Linked DNA regions of Rattus norvegicus: region 1 is linked to region 2. The links are chromatin contacts, called in public Hi-C maps. All regions are on one chromosome and are shown on one strand. Each heading gives the region's core, a stretch centred on a gene start, on an enhancer-like site or on the middle of the called end of the contact. The rest is flanking DNA. Distances are from core to core; before and after follow the strand shown.

Region 1 (3,829 bases), core at 481-2,980, 150 kb after region 2:
TCTCTCCCCCTTCTCTTCTCTCTCTCTCTCCCCCTTCTCTTCTCTCTCTCTCTCTCCCCCTTCTCTTCTCTCGCTCTCCCCCCTTCTCTTCTCTCTCTCTCTCTCCCCCCTTCTCTTCTCTCTCTCTCTCTCTCTCTCTCTCTCTCCCCTTCTCCTCTCTCTCTCCCCTTCTCTCTCTCTCTCTCCCTTCTCTTCTCTCTCTTTCTCTCTCTCTCTCCCCCTTCTCTTCTCTCTCTCTCTCTCTCTCTCTCTCTCTCCTCTTCTCTCTCTCTCTCTCTCTCTCTCTCTCTCTCTCTCTCTCTCTCTCTCTCTCGCGCGCGCGCGCGCGCTGTTGCTTTGCTCTTGTTTGGCTCCCCCCTGTGTGTCTGACTTTGGGTAAAAATGAGCACTGACTCCAAGTGTTAAGTCTTCTGAGGCTTGGTGCTGTTAGTCATGATTGAATACAGATGAAAACAACGGTATTGTGATTCACTGGAAGCCCTTTGTGAGAAAATTGGCAGCAATCTCTTTAGAAAACCCTGGGTTGAAACACACTTAATAGTTTTATGAAAAATTAAAAGAATTTGATCTTAGGAGCTGAAACAGCATCCACTGCCAGAAAGTGGTTTGACGATAATTTTTATTTCATGTTTGCTGAATTGATTATGGTTTGTCTTTTAACTGCTTGACAAAAACACACTTAAAGTCAGTGGGGGCAGGAGTAGGTATACACAGGGGAGGTATCTTATAGAAGAGGACATATAACAGACTTCACAATCTCATCCCCAAGGGTTTTTGGTCTTCATATCTGTATTACCCATCAGAGAACGTGAATCTCACACTTATGCTGCCGGGGGGAATTGTCGCTTGCCACGTTTTCTGTCATATTCTGCTTAAGTTCACCTCAATGCCTATGAAAATGAGGACAATGGACTCTTAGTGCTTTAAATGAATCAATCATCATAGAAAGTTGTCAACAAGCACAGACTTGTTGTCTCCTGGCTGGTACAAGAGGGAGGAAAAAAATCATCTCTAGAGATAGGGAAGACAAAATGTAGCTAAAGGAAGAGCAAACTCCCAACTACTGACTGCCTGCAGTATGCTCACCCCGTGCTTGTGACTCACTAGGAAAGAAATGTTTGCATGTTTTCAGCAGAGCCAATGGGACAAATAAACTTTAAGAACAGCCTCTCCAGCATTTGACTGTAGCGATTGTGGAAAGCACATCAGAGGGAGAGCATCACATCACACAGAGTCCAGAGACTGTTCAACTTGAATCCAGGTTCTGGAAGCGGATTCTCCTCGGGCATTAATTCTTTAAATTTAGGGATTTGACTTAAAAACCTACATACACCTGCCCCTCAAAACAAAACAAAGCAAATGTTTTAGTTCTCTCATCTACAAAAATGCTATTCTGTTTCTAGGGGTTCTAAACACTGGTTTGGTGAATCATAGATTTTTTTTTCTTCTCTTAAATAAGGGCAAAGGAATTTAGAATACACACACAGACACACACTTATGAATATATATGTATATATATATGTGTATGTATGTATATATATAGGCATACATATATAGACATATGTGTATATGTACATATATATCTATTTTAAGGAAGACACAGTTCCTGGCTTTGAATTCTCAGTACTGAGAAGTAGTACAAGGAGGATTTTCTTACTCATTTTGTTGAGGATGCACAACTATTCCACCACTGTAACATGCTCCAAGAGCAGCTTGACTCAAGAACCATAGGAAACATGGGCTTCACGCCCCCCCCCCCGCCCTCCCTTCCCTCACATCCGGTCTCTTTGTACACTAAGCTTTGTGGAGAAATTAAAGACTCTATCAGTTTCTAGCTTCTGCTGTTTTCCCTCAGTGATGTTTTCTAAGAATCTCTTCCAACAGAACACTTTTCACTTCCTTAGTTTCAGTCTCTATTCTTGCAAAAATCTCACCGGTTTACTAGAAAAGTGGAGTTAGGGAGCGTCATGTGAAGATCTCTCAGGCGCAAGCGGGCTGGTGTACATCACCACTAGGTGGCAGTCTAACCACACACGCTTTTAATCAATGACATCGACTTTACGGATGAAAAATTTCACTTGCGTTCTGTTTTAAAACTGTTCCCCATTTTACCACTCAAATGAAAGGCTTAGCTTTCAGACCACTTGAATTTTTTATGTTGTGCTTTATAAAATCACAAAGTTCAGTTATTTTGTTAGGCATTCAATAATTTATAAGTCCCTTTTCTACCTCGTATAACGAGAAGCCAAATTCCGCCAATACATGAGTGGTAGTGAGATACGGGTATGTTTGCTTGGCTTGGCTGTTACAAAATGAAACACAGTTTGAAGCACTATGCTGTGATGGGGCCAGGTAAAAATTTAAAAACATCTCAAAAACTGTACAGAGATGTGAAGGGAAACGTTTTTGCCCTCCTGTGAAATACAGCAGAAAAATGACCTTTTGGTCCATTTATTATGGTAGATCACTGAATTTGTTAATTATCACTATGCATATATTAATTGAAGATATTCAGTATTTTACAATTTTTTTTAAAAAGTCCCTAAACAAATTTCTTCTCTGGAATGGGTGGGTATCTCCGTGTATGTGCTTGGCCCTAGAGGGTATAGCATTTATGTATGTGTCTGAGATTCTATAGATTCTGAAATCTCTTTTCTTAGATGTGAAGTGGCATTTCCATGATTCCAATCACTCAGACCAGAACCTCAAGCCCAATTTGTTTGAGGTTTTTCTTACAGGGAATATGTGGAAGTTCAATAAACAAAGCCCCAAATGTTTCTTGGCGCGATTCTTTGTTCAGGCAAATTCATATCCAAACACTAAAGAGGCAAATATTCAGGTGTGTCTTCCGGTAATAGAAATGACAGCAGTTCAAATCAATAACAGACAAATGAGCAAGCAAAAGGGAAACAGTGTTCATTATTTTTTTAAAGTTAGTACCTTAAATAGGGCTAGATATTTTCTCCTAAACCGTATCATCGCCTACACCCATCTCCATGGTATGTTTCTCATAAGGGTATTTCCATGCAACTGTAATGGACATCAAACACATTAACCAGTACTCCTTACCTTTTCCATTCTGCTTTCTTCACCTTCCTCTCAGCCTCTGTCATTCTCCTTGAGTGAGTGGTTCATCAATCTGTGGGCCAAGACACCTTTGAGGATCGAATGAACCTTTCTCAGGGTCATCTTATGTTTGGGGATCACCACAGTATGAGGAGCTGTATTAAAGGGTCACAGCATAGTTTTGCTTGTACTTACAAATGCTTTCATATTTATTGATTGATATATTTATTGTGCATGGCTGTGTGTGAAGGTAAAAGGCAAACTTCCCATAGGAACATTTTCTCCTCTCCTGATGCGGGTTCCAGGGACCAAATTCAGGGGGTCAGCTTGGTGGCAAGGACCGGTACCCATTGTGCCATCTCACGGACCCCATTTTCAACTTAGCTGGCTCTATATTTTGATAAATTCTGTAGACTCCTAATAGATCGTATAATACTAAGATGTAGATTTTAAATGATAAATGATATAGGAAAAATCAAATGCTTTTTTTTAAATGACTGCATTCATCTTTCTTTTAAGTAATGAGCTATGGTATTTACAAACATTAAACATCTATCAAACCCACACAGTCATTGGCTCCATAATTCCCTAGTCTTTCCATAGTAGTATCTTTTTCCCTTTTTGCTTTATATTTTTAATTTCTCATAGTTTCTGGTTTAAATCCTGTACGTGTAACTCTATAGATGTCTAGTACCTGTGAATATGTATCGAATAAATATCTAAAGTTAGCGATTCATAAAGGTACAGGAGTAAGCACTTTGTA
Region 2 (4,229 bases), core at 719-3,218:
GGCTCCCCCTCTTTTAGAAGCTGAAAGAAGTAAGGTGGAGTGTCCCTTGAAGATTACATGGAAAAGATTGTTCCTGAATTTTAGATCAGGCACAGAAGTACTTATTTAAAGGGAGCCAGGGAACAGCATTTACAATGACAACTTTCCTAAGGTAAATGCTCTAAGGAAATTGAGGTTAGAGGCTGGGGGGGGGGCGTTCAAAATCTGCTTACAGTTTAGAGAAGCTCGTGGCAACATTAAGGTCTTTTTGAGTATTGTCTTTGAGTGAGGGAGGACCTGACATGGACTCAGGCAGGCACGAACTGTGTGCGTGAGTTCCAGAAGTTAGTCTTTCCCTGGGAGAGGAGGGAAGGCATTTGAAATGTATGTGAGAAGGAATAGTGTGTAGTCCATTTTTCCATTTCTGAGGGAAAGCTGAGGCCCATGCACTCTAAATTGGAGGGGAGCTGAGGCCTCAGGGAGAGCAGCTGAAGGCTTAGCAACACCAACCAGAGACTGGTTGCGAGCGTCAAGAGGGGCTGTGACACATTGAGAAAAGGCTGAGTTCTGGTGCATTTAGTACCATAGTCCACAAAGACTTCCAGGTTAATGTGAAAGGGAAGAGTAGAATTTGAATCTAAAGAAATACTAAAGACTTAGAAATCAATCACCAATCAACCCATCAAAGTAACAACAAACTGTGAGGTGGTAGTACATGTTTGTAATCCCAGTGGCTTGGAGATGAGTGGATGCTTAGGGCTTACTGGATAACAGCCTACACCATGGGTCCAGGTCAGGAAGAAGCCATGACTCGAGATGTTAATGTGAATAGTGCCTGAGGAAAATACTTGAAGTTAATGCATAAGCACACACACACACACACACACACATACACACACACACAAGCAGTGAAGGGGGAGAGAGAGAAAGAGAGAGAGAGAGAGAGAGAGAGAGAGAGAGAGAGAGAGAGGAAGAGAGACAGAGACAGAGACAGACAGAAAGAGGCAGATTGAAGGGAATGCCTGATGACAACTGAGAATGTTGGTGAATGTATCTTACAAAAGTAAAAAGAAAAATGTATTCATATCTTACGAAGTTACAATGCACTGTATTATTTACTACTTAAAGTGTAATCATTTATCTCTGAATGTAGACCTTGTAACAAGCGTACCAGTAACAACAGAGCCAAACCCTCGAATAGCACTTGGAAATAATAAGATTGAAATGTGAAAGGCAAAAACTACAGCGATCAAGACAGAGTTGCTTCCTTCAATCCATCGACAACATAGGAGAGAGGTTCCAAAGGAAGAAATTGTTCTTGCATTCGGTTTCCTGACAGGCATGATCACAAAAGATTCTTTCAGATGGATCAATTTACAGAAAGGCCTCCACAATATGCCATGCCACAACCTGTCTACAATAACATTGTCCGTAACCATCCACTCACCCTCAGACTGCTTTCAACTCTTTACTAATCACCTTGATCAGGATTGTTGTTTCAAAACGTTTGATGTAATTCTTATTTGTGCCTAACCACCCCGCCCCTCTTTGCCTCTTTGAGCGCAGCTATGGCTTACAAGACACAATTATTCTCACTGCAATGCTGTTCCTAAGTCACAACTTTCAAGTTGTCATGAATTGAAGGAAATTTACCACCTTCTGAACGCTAGGGGGCAGCACGGTCACAGAAACGGGACGTAAATCTAGCCCTCCTTCCCAATAAGACATTTTGTTTGGACACATTTATTTCTACCTCGCTGATGCTAACAGTAGGAGCCTTCAGAAATGAAAGTAAACAAAGCATAACCTTTTCATCGAAGAGACTTTATAGAAAGAAAACGGTATTTCGTTTTCATAAGGTTCCGGAGGAGCTATAATGTAGCTTGGGGGCTTCTATACTATTTGAAAATAAAAGCATAAAGAAGGATAGAGCAGGGGACACCCCAAGGCACATTTTCCTCTTGATGCCTTGGCTGAAATCGCGTTAGCAGCAACGAACTGCACGATGCTAGAGAAGAGAGCAGCCTAGGTTGCCTCCATTCCAATTTGGTATTCCTCTCCAGGGCTAGGTTATGGCTTTGGTGTATGTTCCTCATCCAAAAGAAGATGACATGGTTGCCCGTGGCCTTACTAAAACCAGCAAGTCATGAATGCTTGAGATGGGGTGAGAATCTCTTTCCATCAGGGAATAGAGGAGGATGCAGGAAACAAAATGAGAAAAGAAATTGGGTCAGGCAGAGAGAAAGTACAGAATTGAAGAGCTAATAAAGGTGTGAAAAGCACAAAGAAGGAGCATCTTTATTTACAGTAAGAATAAGAAGGGCACACGATGGTATAAAACTGGGATTCTATTTTGTTTTTTTGAAAACATAAATAAAATATATAAGGAGGCAACAAAACTTTAATTTGGACTTGATGTATACTGTTCAGTGGAGATATTGAGTTATATGATAAATCAATTAAGGAGTATGTGTTGTGTGACAGACAGACAGACACACACTCACAGGGTGGGGGGTATCACAGTGGTGGAAGAAAGAGGCACTGAGAGGCCAAGATACTATTTTTTTTTATGCCATTTCATGGTCATCCTCTGTTCAGCAGTTGACCACAAATGCACTAATTCAAGAAATGCTTTCTGACAATGGTATTTACAAATATGATACTCATAAAATGTCACTGTCGTGTATAAAACTCGCCTCACCGTTTTCTCATTGGTACAAAAAATAAACCACTATAACTATGATTTTATTGCCTTATAATTTGAGATTATAATGAAATTATATTATTTGCCTCTCCCTTTCCTCCTCCCAAATCCTTCAGTCTATATATGAACATCTCACAATAGTGCCTGGTATATCAGAGCACATGAGCTCATAATAAAATTTTAACTATTATTATTTATTTTTCTTTATAGTCTTTTTTTTTTAAATGAAATGTTATTAGGCTTCTATTACACAGCCAAATTCTGTGGACTAGGAATTAAATAGTTGGTCAAAACAAACTAGTCCTTGCTCTTTGGAAGTTTGGGAGGGTATATGAAAGTCACAAATTGTATAACCATACTGGGATGGTTTGTGTATGCTTGGCCCAGGGAGTGGGACTATTAGGAGGTGTGGCCTTGTTGGAGTAGGTGTGTCATTGTGGATGTGGACTTTAAGACCTTCATCCTAGTGGCCTGGAAGCCAGTATTCTGCAAGCAGCCTTCAGGTGAAGATGTAGAACTCGCTGTTCCTCCTGCACCATGCCTGCCTGGATGCTGCCATGTTCCCGCCTTGATGATAATGGACAGAATCTCTGAACCTGTAAGCCAGCCCCAATTAAATGTTGTCCTTATAAGAGTTGCCTTAGTCATGGTGTCTGTTCATAGCAGTAAAACAGAAGTTAGTAACAGGGACTGGGGTATTGCTGTGATAGGCCTGACCTTACTCTTGTTTAGAAGAATGAGGATTTTGGGACTTTGGATTTGGAAAGCACTAGAATGCTTTAAATGGGGGTTTAATGGGCTATCAGTAGGAATATGAAAGACTTTATTACTGAGAGTGATTTGAATTGTGTAGATGTGGCCCAAGAGGTTTTAGTGGAGAATTTCAATATGTGGCCTAGAGACTGTTTTATGGAATCTTGTGGAGAATGTAGCTGCTCTTTGCTCTTATCTGAAGAGTCTGTCTGAGGCTAAGGTGAAGAGATGCAGATTAATTGCATTGACAAAGGAAGTCCCAGAAATGCCCATCATAGACTTTGTTCTCTGGTTAAGTCTCAGGAAGAGCATTTTTAAAGAGCATAGCAAGCTGAGAAAGGAAAAATATAAATATATGGTTCGAGTATTAAAGGAGCACCAGGAAGTGAAATGGAGCTGAATCCCGTGTTCAAGCAGAAAACAAATTAAGGAGTGGGACTTTGGGGAAAGATTTTACCTAGTTAAGTTTGGGTCCAGGTATGGTGGTACACACCTTTAATCTCAGGAGAGAGGTATGCAGATCTCTGAGTTCAAGGTTAATCTACAGAGCAAGATCAAGGACAGCCAAGCTTAGGCAGTGAAGGAGTTGGAAAAGAGGAAGCTAGTGATAATGTAACAAAGCAAGAGAACCATGGTCCGGCTCCTGCAAGCAGCAGAGCTCAGCAGCTTCTGCCATGTGTCTCTGCCTTTATAGTTAAGAGCAGGAGACTCCTGGGACAATTAATGCTGGTGAGCTGGAGCTAAGAAATTAGTGGTGACTAAAAAGAGACCAGCAGCACTGAGATGAAATCTT

The links. A called contact is a pair of places that touch in the nucleus more often than the background predicts.
Region 1: a Hi-C map of the A7r5 cell line shows a contact between it and region 2, with 5 times the contacts expected there. The contact joins two enhancer-like sites. A contact is called at or near these places in 5 of 12 Hi-C or Micro-C datasets (the A7r5 cell line, the Rat2 cell line, Schwann cells and 2 more).

Annotation. Positions count from the first base shown.
Region 1 is chr7:37,491,076-37,494,904 of GRCr8, forward strand. No RefSeq gene overlaps it. Among named protein-coding and RNA genes, the nearest start is that of C7h12orf50, 190 kb to the left of the region's middle. Within about 2 kb of position 1,731, at least 1 of the 93 cell types and tissues checked has an H3K27ac peak or open chromatin away from gene starts, as enhancers often do. A contact at or near this core is called in the A7r5 cell line, where this site is marked.
Region 2 is chr7:37,341,998-37,346,226 of GRCr8, forward strand. No RefSeq gene overlaps it. Among named protein-coding and RNA genes, the nearest start is that of C7h12orf50, 46 kb to the left of the region's middle. Within about 2 kb of position 1,969, at least 1 of the 93 cell types and tissues checked has an H3K27ac peak or open chromatin away from gene starts, as enhancers often do. A contact at or near this core is called in the A7r5 cell line, where this site is marked.